Regions from separate parts of the Zea mays genome. Here region 1 is linked to region 2. Evidence: chromatin contacts called from public Hi-C data. All regions are on one chromosome and are shown on one strand. The core of a region is the stretch at or near the end of the contact, and the rest is flanking DNA. Distances in the headings are between cores, read along the strand shown. Region 1 has its middle 27 kb from the start of LOC100192882. Region 2 holds the start of LOC100194121.

What was found. Hi-C and Micro-C count contacts between places; a contact is called where the count stands out from the background.
Region 1: a contact with region 2 is called in a Hi-C map of leaf, with 4 times the contacts expected there. The contact joins the enhancer-like site here to the promoter of LOC100194121 in region 2. A contact is called at or near these places in 3 of 25 Hi-C or Micro-C datasets (bundle sheath, ear and leaf).

The regions. Positions count from the first base shown.
Region 1 is chr8:10,783,298-10,790,156 of Zm-B73-REFERENCE-NAM-5.0, forward strand. No RefSeq gene overlaps it. Among protein-coding and RNA genes, the nearest start is that of LOC100192882, 27 kb to the right of the region's middle. Within about 2 kb of position 2,299, at least 20 of the 20 cell types and tissues checked have an H3K27ac peak or open chromatin away from gene starts, as enhancers often do. A contact at or near this core is called in bundle sheath, ear and leaf, where this site is marked.
Region 2 is chr8:10,716,735-10,722,891 of Zm-B73-REFERENCE-NAM-5.0, forward strand. LOC100194121 reads right to left here and starts at 3,268. Exons shown (of 9, transcript NR_183225.1): 1 at 2,850-3,268; 2 at 2,647-2,753; 3 at 1,741-1,982; 4 at 882-953; 5 at 680-739; 6 at 445-595; 7 at 269-349; 8 at 80-169.

The sequences.
Region 1 (6,859 bases), core at 1,049-3,548, 66 kb after region 2:
AACCCCCTCTGCGTCGAAATTTTCAATCATAAAGGCTTCTGCGTTCCCCGGCTATATCAGTAGCAGGACCCCAAGAAGCGAACGCGGGCGCATGTAAGTGGCAAGGCTGACTGAGCCGAGGGACTCCTACGCCTCTGGGATACGGATACCTCACTCGTCACCTACCACGAAAAATGACTCCTACTTGGGCAAACCACCCTGCTACTGACGAACGGGGCCGGACACACAAAATGGAAGGAAAAGGAGCACGACTTTATACTACGATAATAAAGTGTTCGGGCCTCAGCGGCCGCAAAAGACACACGTGCATTCAAGGAGAACTGCTCCGGCAGAGTTAGGCGTTGCCCGGAGAAGGAGCCGCGCCCTCGGCTTCGTCTCCGCCTTCGGCAAAGTCCGCCCCGGCCTCGGGCGATGGCACAGGCGGGAGGATCTCTGCCTCGAAGGTGGTTGCCAGCACCGCGCTCGGGCCCGCGGCGGCCGCGTCGAGCCTCTGGACTTCAGCCAGGGCGGCTTCATCTTAGTCAGGGAGGCAATACACGAAGGCCGCGGGATTTCACCTCTCACGCCCGTCTCCCTCCGGCTTCTTCCCCCCTTCGCGCTCCGTCTCGCGCCGACCCATCTAGGCTGGGGCACGCGGCGATAATTTACTCGTCGGTCCAGGGACCCCCCGGGTTTGAAACGCCGACAATATATGTTGTGCATTTTTATTCTATAATTTAATTAGTTGCATACTAAATATTAGGCTATCCGTAGCGTTCCCTCTAAAATTTCCCCCTATATCAAATTTTTTGCGTCACATCATCAACATTTCACCCCTACGTTTTCATCTCCCGCAGCGGCCCCCTATATTTTCCTCTATACCCCACTACAACCATAAAATATCATTTTTTTTATATTTACTTTTCAACCAATATCAATTTTTCATCTACTAACAATTACTCGTGGACCCACTGCTACTGAAATAAACAGTCTCAAGGGTGTGAATAGTGAAACGCTAAATCTAGAGGGAGAGAGAAGGGGACCGGCCGGTAGGGGCCCTGTAGGGGGCAACGCTGCAGGCGTGGAGCGCCCCCTTCAGGCGCCATGCAAGGGGAGAGTGCTGGCTGGCGGCAACCACTGAAGCCAGCCTTATATAATGTAGAGTCATACCTAAATTTTTATCCATCTTCTGCCACTGCTCTGCAGAGCTTGTATATGATCGTATAAAATATTGTTTTATATTATTTGTAGAGTAAAATTTAAGATAGAAATATGAGGTGAGATGAAAAGGCAGCTCCGGGGATAGGCTAAGGGTCTGTTTGTTTCAGCTTATAGATTATATAATCTGGATTAAAATCTAAATTATATAATCTAGATTATAATCTAGATATATTATAATCTATATGTAGTTGTTTGGTAGTTTAGATTATACAAATGTAGATTATTCACAAAGACAACAATACCCTTATTGTTTATTTGAGGTGAGAAAAGAAGGATGACATATATTGTAATTTCTATTTACATTACCATGGATAGTGGGTCTTTTACCAAAATGATCTCAAATAAGCTAGTCTTGAGGAGATTATGAGATTATCATAATCTAGAGTTTAGATTATATAATCTGAACCAATAATATATGTGTTTGTTTAACTATTCGATTATTTACGCTGGATTATATAATCTGGAGAGATTATAATCTGAAACAAACAGGGTCTAAGGAGAGGGATTATCATGGCCCAGCATTTACTAGTAGGAGTTGAGTGGGGATCTGATCAGCCCCCTCAAGTAACCAGCATGTGCAACACACTGCGCTGTGCGGTAGCGGCGCGACGGATGTGAACAGTGAATATAACACGCCACCGGCAAGTTTGTAGCACTGCTCAACAGTAGAGTAGAGTACTCTACCAGACTACAAGCAGCCGAACGGATCCGAACCCAACTAGAACAGGTAGGACGACGACGGTGGGCGCAAGTACTGCGTGCACAACAGCTCCGATCCTCCCTACACGGCGTCGACAGCGCCATAGCCGTGTCTCGGGGATGGGATCGTGCAACGCTCCTGTGCACGTTGACCGTGTGATCCCTGCCCGGCCCTTGCTTGCGCTTCCATGCACGCACAATTGCACACTCTCGCCGTACTCCCAGGCTCCCAGCACTGCGCCGGCCATGGGGGCGCGGACGGCCACGGGGCGGGGGTAACCACAGTACAGACAGCGTCACAGAGCACTGGCGTCGGGGCGAGTCACGTCGCTACCGATCCCCACCCGGCGTGGGCTGGCTGTCTGACTGGGCCTGGACGTGCCCGAGGCCCGAGGCGGGCCAGCAGACACGACACCCAATAAGATCGCACTCACCCTAGGCCGAGGCCGGGGCCCGCGCGCATTGACCGGTCAAGATCCGGGGGGTGGCCCCGCGGCCAGATCCAGCGGGCCTCGTGCCCGTCCGTCGTCGTGCGTGCATTCATATCGCGCTGTCTGCTCTGCTTCCCCGTCCCCATCGGCCTCGGGAGAGAGCGACGTCTCAGGCCCTCCCTCCCCAGTCCCCACCCCACCACTCCGCCGCCTCGAGATACGCGCCGGCGCCTGCAGCCTGCCGCGGCGGTGGCAGGCAGCCACACCCCCCTCCGTACTCCCCGGCTGCCATGCCATGCCATGCCAGCCACACGTTGCCCGCTTTTCCTTCCGGTCTCGGCAAGCGCTGCATCTCGCTTCCACCGATGCGTTTATCTTCTCCATAAAACCAGCGGCCACCATGGGTTGCATTGCACTGCAGTGCAGCAGACTTGCAGGCTTGCGCACACCTGCACTGCCGTGCTGCAACTGCAAGCCCAGCAACCATGCGGAGACACAGCTCCGCGGGTTTTCGCATCGAATATTTTTGTTCGCAGGGTACTGCGGTACGTATTTTTTTCTTTCGAAAAATTAAATTTTTTTAAGCAACAGTAAAAGAGTAAAAGACTCTGTATACTCTTTCTAATCTGCATAAATAAAAAAAATAAAAAAGTTTCCTTCAACAGCTTATCAAAATGGGTATCCAAATATAATTATATTTTTATCCGGATTTCCCGCTAGCCAAATATTAAAAAAAATGTAAATGACTATGTAGAATATAAACAAGATATATAAAACATGTCGGAGATCGAAAAGATACCGAATGTGTTTTTTTATGCAAATGTCTCTCCAAATGATAATTGAGAGAGCGAAATTTTTTTAAAAAAAACTCTTGGACGGCTCTAAAACGTAAAATATGACCTCTGTTGAGTTAGGGGGTGTTTGGGAGTGAAGTTTTTCACAGTTTTGAAAGAATACTGCAGTATTCTCAAATGCTGCAGTATTATATACAGAATGGTGTTTAGCAAGTTGGCTAAAATCTCTGTTTTTTTAAAACTGAAGTATTGCAAATACTATAGTTGTTTTAAGGCATTCTAAACTTAGCTCTGGACCTCAGTTTTCAAAACTACGGTATTGTAAACTGCGGTATTGTCATGACTAAAGTATACTGTGGTATTTTAAAAACTTTGTTCCCAAACAGGGCCTTTAAGTCTAACTCTGTTTACGTCAGATCTACAAGAGGTGTGGATAAATTTACCGTGGTTTCACTGGATGTGGGGTGAAAAGATACCGAACGTGTGTTTTTATGCAAATGTCTCTCTAAATAATAATTGAGAGAGAGAGTGAAATTGAAAAAAAAAACTCTTGGTCTGCCCTAAAACGTAAAATATGACATCTGAGTTGAGTCCAACCCTGTTTACATCAGGCATAGTACTATAGTAGTTATCGGATCTACAAGAGGTGTGGATAGATTCACCGTGGTTTCACTGGATGTGGGGTAGAGACAGTGGTGCAGTAGCAGAGGAGAGGGGGTTTACAGGACTCCATCCCTTCCTACCCTAAAGAACCTCGGACCGAAGAAACACGAATAAAAACAGGATGCTTAGCAGCATGGGACGTCTCCGTTGATGCTGCGATAAAACACCAAATATAGTACACTAGACATGTAGGTGTGCACCAGGCATTGCACTACATAAGTCACCATACAAAGTACTTGGAGATGTTTGCAATGTGGTTGGGGCGATCTATAAGGAACCAGACATATTCGATGAAGCACAAGATATCCCACCCAATAGGGTACTTAAAGCATCTCCGTTAGTTTAAAAAAAAACTCCCTAAACTCAGACTTCCGCATTTGTATTGTGTTAGCTTAGTTATGTGTTTTACTTTTCTAACTTAGTTACAAGCTAGTGTATAGGTTTAAAAACTAGGATATGTAACTCCTTTTGTGATACAGATAGTCGTACTTAGTCAAAACGACACTTGCACATAATATAGCTGGGTCCTTTGCATAGATTTTTGTCGGAGAGCAAATCTCCGGCCGGGTGGCGGAGTGCACCCGCCCTAAATCCTAAGATGAGGAGGAGCTTAGGTGTTTCTCTTGTTAGTTAGAAAAACAGGAAGAACACAAGAACACACAAGGTTTTAGAGTGGTTTGGGCCGCCGGAGCGTAACACCCTACACCACTGTGTGATGTATTGTTGGTGAACTCGTATGAGTTTGTGAGTCTATCAGCTTGTGTGAGCCTGTGTTGTAACGTCGCATGTCTCCCCTTTTATAGCTGAAGGGGGCATGCACAAAGGTACTGGGTCCCGACATGTGGACCTATGGACATAATGAATATAGCACTTGGAGCCACAAATGTTTGCTGCTGGGGCAATCTTCTTGTGTCACGATGCCCGAGATCTGTGTATCCTCGGCGTGCAAGGGAAGCTTCTTGTAGAAGGGATGATGAGTACAGTGCGCCGCTCGGCACGGGCGCATTGTTCACCAACAGACTGGTCAGGCGCGCCGTCTGCTGGATGACTCTGACGCCGTCTGCCAGCGGATTGGACAGGGCACATTAAATGCTGAGAGAGCACGTCGCCCGTCAACGTGGTGGCAGGCGGCGCGTCCTCTCCACAGTAAATGCAGAGGCTGCACGACTGTGTGGGCCTTACGTCAGGCTCGGCCCGTTGGTTTATGTCACGGGCCATAAGCCACGCGGCAGCAGCGGGTCTCCGCCTGGGCGGGAAGCGTAGGGCAAGGCTTGGACACGTGCCGGCACCGGACCCCTTCTCATGTCGGGGTCCTCCTCGTCCCGGGACCTTGCCAAGGCACGGACCTTACTCGGAGGGACCTGGCATGTCCTCTTGGAAGCTCCAGACCCGTACGTACAGGGGTCCGGTGTACCTCTGCGGAGGTCCGGACCCATCGATACACCCTTGGAAGTATTATCTTTCCTTGCCACATGGTGCCCCTAGACCTGCCCATGTGGTGGGGTCGGGTGCCGCTCTCTGCGTGGCCTGTAGGTGTCGTACGGGTGCAGCGCCTTCATGCCGTAGAAGAGGGTACCCCTAATTCAGGGTACCGACAGTGGCCCCTGGGCCCGCCTCAGAGGAGGATGCGAGTCTGCAGGTGGGGCCAGAGTCTGATTGGCGGTTGGCCTGCTGCTCCTGCGCACCTATTGATGTAATTACTGTCGGCCCGCCTATGGTCATGCCGACTGCTACGCCTATTCCCACGGCTGACTGGCCCGTGACCTTCGTACTTAATGTCACTGTTGGGCCATGCGTGGGGTGCCTCGAGTCGCTGCACTGGTTCTGAAAAACTTATCTTTTCAGACTTCCGCGACGGCCCCGAGAAGACGTGGCATTGGCGCGAGCGGAGGTGCGATTTTTCCGCACCAGGTAATCGGCGCGCCGGTTGCATAACATGTGGGTCTGGGCCCCCGTGCTGGACCGTCGGTTGCAGCGAAGCTGAGGGGGCGCACAATCGCGGGGCGGTTGTACGCTTCTTGCGTGGCGGTTCGCCTTTTTGACCGCTGGTTATGGCGAAGATGAAGGGGCGCTTAACCGTGGGGCAGTTGCATGCCCCTTGTGTGGCGGTTCGCCTTCTTGACCGCTGGTTGCCCCGAAAATGAAGGGGCGCATTACCGCGGGGTAGTCGCACGCTCCTTCTTCGGGTCAGTCTGTATGACATGTGGGGCCTGGCCCCGTGTCATAAGGTGGGAACCTTGGTGCACGTCGGGGGAGACTTCGCCCGTGACGCTTCGGGGCGCGAGTGGGGAGATCTGCCTTTCAAAAGGGGTCGATCCCCCGGGCAGTAGACATGCCTCGCTCTTCTTGCGACCATCACGCCCTTCCGCCTTCCGAGCCTCCAGATGGTGTGCGTCGGTGTTCTCTAGAGGGATCCGTGTCAAGGTCGTCCCTTCCGGCGACCTCACCGCCGGAGAGCTTGCGCTCGTGGTGGTGCCGCCGATCTTACCTTCTTCTTGCTGCTGTTGGAGGAACGCAATCCCGTGGGGGTTGGTGCTCTTCCGCCATCATTCGACTTCAAGGATTTTCATCACGCAGCCCGGTCGCAACCTCCGGCCGGTGGTCATCCACAAGGATGACTACCAGCCTTGTGGTGGAGAGAAGCGAGCCGGGCTGTGGCCTCCCCCCTATCCTCAGCTTCAAGGATGTTCATCATCCGCGCTGGGGAGGAGGGCGAGCCGAGTTGGGGCCCTGCCCTCCGCATGGGCTGGCGACCCGCTTCTTCCTCCAGCATTCGAGGGAGAAGGGCGTTCGCCAGCCTTGCGAAGGAGGCGAACTCAGGGTACGTGGGGCCGGCCGTCTGAGGCGCCGTCAGCTGCCACGTGTCTGGCTCCTCGGCCTGGGCGGCTTTGGTGCCGCCTCCGGCGCTGCCTCCTGCCGCTTGGACGGGGCGTGGCTGTCCGTCCACCGCATGGGTGACGGTCGCGCCGTGCGTGGGTCGGGCACATCCACGGCTTCTCCCGCGTCGTCGGTCGCACTGGGGGTCATACAAGATGTCGTATGCCGCGGGGGCGGCGTCCGCGTTCTTGGATG
Region 2 (6,157 bases), core at 2,018-4,517:
GCAATTATGCGATATCTGCTTCTGCTGAACTGAACATGATCAGGATGCATGACACGGTGCAGCTCAGTAACGAAATTACCTGCTGCCGCCGTCGATGATGGAAGCTTGCCAATGCTCTCACCATCACCAGGATTGGAAAGAGGATTCCCGCAGTTCTCAGCACCAGAAGCTTTATTTCCAGAAGCAGAGTGCACAATAGGAGGCATCAAGTCAAGACCTACTTAAATCATACAAAAAGATACTGGTGAATGCTTATCGTCAATCTTACCGAGAATAAGGCCAATGAGTACTCCCCATTGTCACCAATCACAAGAGGAAGAGTGTGGCGAAGGACCAGGAGTGACATGAACTGTTCAATGATACAATCACAATGATGGATCTTCATCAGACAGGAGATACAGGAAACCACATCAACCACTGTTGGTTTTGATGTCAGAAACTCACAATTATGGCAATTGTCCGGCAACACAAGGTGCTGCTTCTTGTCCTGATAGGAAAGTAGTCATCGTAATTGTCCATAAAATCACGCTCCGTGGGCATCATTGTTATTATCTGGGAATCATTGAGATCTTGCCTGGCAATCTCCCAGTTCCCTCTGTAGAGGAACGCTAAACCATTCATTGCGAGAACTAGACAAGAACACAAACAGCTTTATTAAGAATGCTAAAGAGATGAGTACCTGAAATTCATTGGTATACTTCCATAGTGAAACAGCTGTTGTGGAGAAGTATAACCTGGCCTGAATTGCTAAAGAAACATATCAAAATTAAATCCATAGGCATGTTTCCATAGTTGCACATATGTTAAAACTTAAAACTGTATCACCAGTTGAAATTTTCTAACCTATAAACAATATGCATAGATCTCCTAAAAGTTCTTACCTGCAGGCATATTTCACACATAGTGTCGCCTTTCTCATTGCACCAGCGCTGAATGCATTTCCGATGCGCATACTGCAAGAAAGGAACTAATAGCTTGATTTCATTCAATCACTCTAGCTAACTGAAAAGTACATCTTATTCTTAGTCCATTTCTCACACAGCATGGTAATATGTCCACTGTCAGAAACAAGAACGCGCAATAAGATCAAGAGCAGGGTGTTTCCGTTGCTGTTAAGCTTCAACTACATTCTTGTCTTGCACATACAGTGAGGGCACACATTGCGTGAAGGTCACACTCAAACAGATAGCTCCCTCCACCCCCCTATCTTTTGAAAAACACCAACACCTCCCCCTTCCCTATATATTTCAACGCACTATAACATCACTGTCAAATAGGAAGGTCCACTACATAACATAATAGACAGTGCCTTCTAAGCTACATTGACACAAACACAGTTGATTTGGTTCACAGATCTTGTCCCCGATGACCCTCAAGGCCTCAACCTCAAGTTAACATGGAACTCCCCCAAGTCCTAACTGCCCAACCTACAACATCTAACCCCAACCATAGAAGCCAACAATTTCTCATGCTAGGTCAACTATATTAACTAGTGCCCAATTTTAAAATCTAAAGAGGCCCAACATAATTGTACTGTAGCAACAAGTGGCAACAACTACATCTTCTACTGAAAAGAAGGATCGGCTTTTCATTTGACAACAGGAACTGTAAGACAATTTTTTAGAAACTGAGACACAGTTGCATAATCACCATAGCAAGATCATGAATCTGCTGTCTAACCAAGAGCATTTATTTTGGTCTCAAATAAAAAAAAATAGCGTGAGTAAAAAGGTCAGGTACCTTGAGGCTGCCACAACAGGCGCAGGGGGCCTCCATGCAGGTGTCCCAGTCCTCCTCCTGGCAAATCCTGCACTCCACCACCTTGGTCGCCGAGCCGCCGCCTAGCCCGCGATGGCAGTACTCGACATCCACCGTCTCCTGACGCAGATCGACCATGTGCTTCCCACCGCCGATCGCCGCCTCCAGCGTCGACTCTGTCAGCAGCCGGTCCACGATCAACGCGAGATGGTCGCCCATCAGTCCTACGAGCACGTGATCCATGGTTCAGTTCACAGAAACAATGCCACCATCCTCGCGAATTGCAGACACTCGATGCAGAAAAAGCAATCAAACGCAATCGCAACTGACAGATTGAAATTGTGTTTGAAACATCGGTAAGAGTAACCAGAGGCAGACCAAGAAGCCAAACCCAATGAGGAGCACGCGGTCGCAGGCGGTGGGGATCCAAATGTCCAAGGAAACCGGGCAACTGCTCCCTTATGATATAGGAACTGACTGACAGAAACTAACCGGAACCGCTTGTTGGAAATAATAGTAATTCATTTTTTAAAAAAAATATATATACCAAACTGATAACCGCAAGAAATGGGGATCAGATTAGTGGGATTACAGCCGCTGTGCCGAGAGAGGCCAAAGCTGTGAGATGTGGATCGAAACCGGCAAGTGTACCAAGAACAGGTAAAACCCTCCACGCTCGGAGCGCACGGCAACATATGGTGGGACGAATAAAAAGCTGCCACTTTTCTGTGGGAGGAGAACGAATTGATGAGAGTTGGTGGTTGCTAAATGCCGCACAAGGGGTGCGAGGAAAGCGCGTTTAATTAGCGTTGCATCGACGGTACACCACGGACAGAAGAAGAAGAAGAAGAAGAAAAAATGTCTGAACAGCAAGAAACCGAGACTCACCGAGGAAGAGGAGGCGCGAGCGGGGGGACGAGCAGGAAGGAGGGTGGGCAGCTGGCGAAGACACCGAGCGAGCGAGCGAGCTCTCAATCTCGAGGGTCTCGGAGCGTCTGGCGAGTATTAAAACTAACTGAGTAACACAGCAGCGCCAGGAAGAAGAAGAAGAGGAACCAGATGACGGGGAGAAGAAAAAACCAAATCTTTACCTTGTCCTAAGTACCAAGAACAGGGCTCCGGGGCCGGGGCCGGGGCCGGGACCGGGAGGAAGAGGAAGCTTCGAAGTCTGGATTCGGTGCGGGGTTAAGGGATTGGATTGGATTGGTGGAGGGGTTAAGGGACGCAAGAGATGGAGTGCCCTCGGATGTAATACACCGATGGAGGTGGAGGGGAGGCCAAGCTAGCCAAGCCAAGGCAGGCAGGAGGACAAACCCTCTCTCTCTAGTCTCTCTGCGCGCTGTGTGCCTCTCCTCTCTCTCTCTCTCTCGCTCCCTTGCAGCAGAGGTTTAAATTAGAAGAGAGGCAAGGTAAGGTTAATGGGTGGGAAATGGCACTGGTATCCTATTACATCATATCATATCGTATCATCGCCCGGCAACAGCTTCACTGAAACTGCAGCTGTTTTGTATGCTTCCGTAGAACTAGAATGGCCTCCTATTTATTTAGTACTTGGTCACTTTTCCCATTTGACTTTTTTTCCCCTCCTGAAAAAGGAGCCTTCTCTTTCGATCGTGGTAAATTGGTCATGCTTTTGGGTAGCAGTAAAAACAGTACTAGTAAGATTGCCGATATCGTCCTTAGGGCCCGTTCGGTTGTAACGGAATAAGCTAGGATTCATTCCAGCTCATCAAAATCTATATAAATTAGAGAAATAATCTGGCTAGAAATTAATCCGGGTCTCTAATCCCAAATAACCGAACAGGGCCTTAGACAGCGGTAATCCTGCTGCCATTGTCTAGTCTAGTCTAGTCACATTTATGGATGAGATGTCCCGATGGTCTGTCTAATAACGGTGCAACAATGACGGTGTACAGTACAGGAGTTGTCGCCGCGCGTGGAATGGCATGGGAGCTGCTAGAGCTAGTTATTACCACTGTAATGGACCATGGACGGCTGAGATGTGCCATCCATCATTATCCGGCCGGCAGGATTCTCCGTGTACTTGGAAGAACGCAGACGGGTTCCTTTTCCTTATCGGTGGCCCACCACCACCACTGCCCTAGCTAGGACTCGGAGCAGAGTAGTAGGAAGCAGTAGGCTAACCGCTTTGCACGCGTTTCCCGCGACTGCTACACCCACTACCCGTTGCCGCTAAACCACGATGCCCACTCTCCAGCCGGAGGCCTCCGGAAATTTGTATTCTTTAAAAATTCAAATCATTTTCAGGGTTGGATAGAATTGAGAAATTCTAAAGAAGATTTAAGTTTGACTTTCGCGTTGCCTTTTTCTGAGCGATGCAAATACGTGATGTCGAGTGATGGCTGGTAAACCTTGCGAGTTAATTAAAGGAGCAAAAAAAAACCGTCTTTGTCCTTTTAACCCTTGCAAACAAAGTTAGGGAAGCGACGAGAAGTAAATCAACAAAGAGGAAACGAACTCCATTATTTTTTTAAACCGAAAAAAAAATATTACTATCTCCACTATAGAATATTTGTTGCCCGCTAGCTTATTTTTTAATAACTAAATCACGACAAACAAAAAAGAACGGATACAATACTTTATGACGTGTTTGGTTGAGAAGCAGAAATGAATGGAACGGCTCCATTCTTATTTTTTTGATGTTTGGTTTCCAATAGAGGAGAGGAGTGACTGCTGGAGTCTATATATGGCAAATATTTGGGATGCTCTCGCTCTACCAAAACGACCGGATGCGAGCGCTCTCGCGTCCTCCCTCTCCTCCACTCCACACTCATATGACTCTCTAACCAAACAATGAACGGAGCGGCTCCGCTCTATTATACTCTTCAATCAAACAGAAAATAGAGCGGTTCCATTTTGCTCGCCAAACACAGAATGAAATGGCTCAATTCCTAGATACTGGAATGGAGCCGCTTCATCCGAGTTGGTTCCTGAACCAAACGCACCCTTAGTGATCTGTCAAGCGCCTCTAAATATTTTTTTCTTTCCTTCCTTCGGATGGGCTTATATTTCCAAAAATAGGTTCTGAGAGAGATTATTTGTTATCTCATAAGCTTGTAGTGATGAAAGCGGATTTATTTCGATGTCATCGAAATTAGCAGGTTACTCCGTACAAAAAGTGTGGGTCTAGTTTGCTTATTGTACCATAATTCTTTTTCATTTATTTATTTTATTATTGTTGTTTTATGTTGACGTGTCTTCCATGAACTCGGACTTAGAGCTATTATTGTTTTGTGACACTGCAATTTCAGCTGCCAAACTAAGCAGCCTTTGAGTTTGATGTCATCTCGATAAGATCTATTAGCGACAATACTATTTTTTTAAAACCTTTATATAGTTTCTTAACCCTTTTTATCGATTTAAATTGGAGATGATCTTGCTTTCGTATATTATGGTTCTATAGTTATTTTCTATAGCCTTGTTTGAATTATGACAATGTTTTTTCATGTCTTAGAGCTATCCACCAGGAGCATCTCGAATTGTTCAAAACTATTTTCACATAATCTGTGGCCTGGACAAACTTTGGTCATTGATTTGATGTCGGCCAGGATCTTGTTCTCGTTGGTGTTGTTTGATCATTGCAAGTATTTGATATACTTAATGACATCGTAGGATAGTAAGTAATAAATCTAAAGAAGTTTTTAAAATAGGTTAGTCCTTATTATTCGGTGCATATATTTATGTATATAAATTTTGTTTTCACCGAATATCGCCAAAAGATGGTGCTAAAATCATGTTCTTTGTACCGATGCTCGCCGGCCTTTAAACTAAAATCTGTCGCCAAAAGTATTTATTATTACATATGTAAAGATGTTTTTTTTCATAACGAGTCTATAAAGATTAAGCTGCATAAAAGGGTTTACTTGCTATCTACTTATCCTTTCAGAATCTCACATATTCACCATTTTGTAATCTAAAAGAGCCAATAGGTAAAATTGATCTCTCATCACCCCCTCAAGCCAGACCATAATTGAGAGTATCCTGCTCTTTTAGAAACTTGAGTGGTAGATTTATAATGTAGGTATTTCCTTTTAATGAATTCTTGTCATGTTCCATCCTGATCACTTGGTAGCTTAAAGAGCCGTTATTTCCACAGAAGGCATTTGTTATGAATCTCCAAATTTAAAATAGCCAGTACCCCCAAAGCATTTGGGAGACAAAGCTTTAGTTTAGACCACTTAATCTGCCTCATATCCTTTTTTTCCCTTTAAAAACCAAGTACTACCCTTTTTTTTCTGTACCTGAGAGAACCAATGGTAGCTCGTCGTCAACTCGACAAGTAGCAGCCGCACGAATTCCATTTCCTGATGACGTACCAGCCTCCGAAGTGACAGTTCATTCAGGTAGGGGAGTAGTAGTATACTCTAGCAGAACGCTG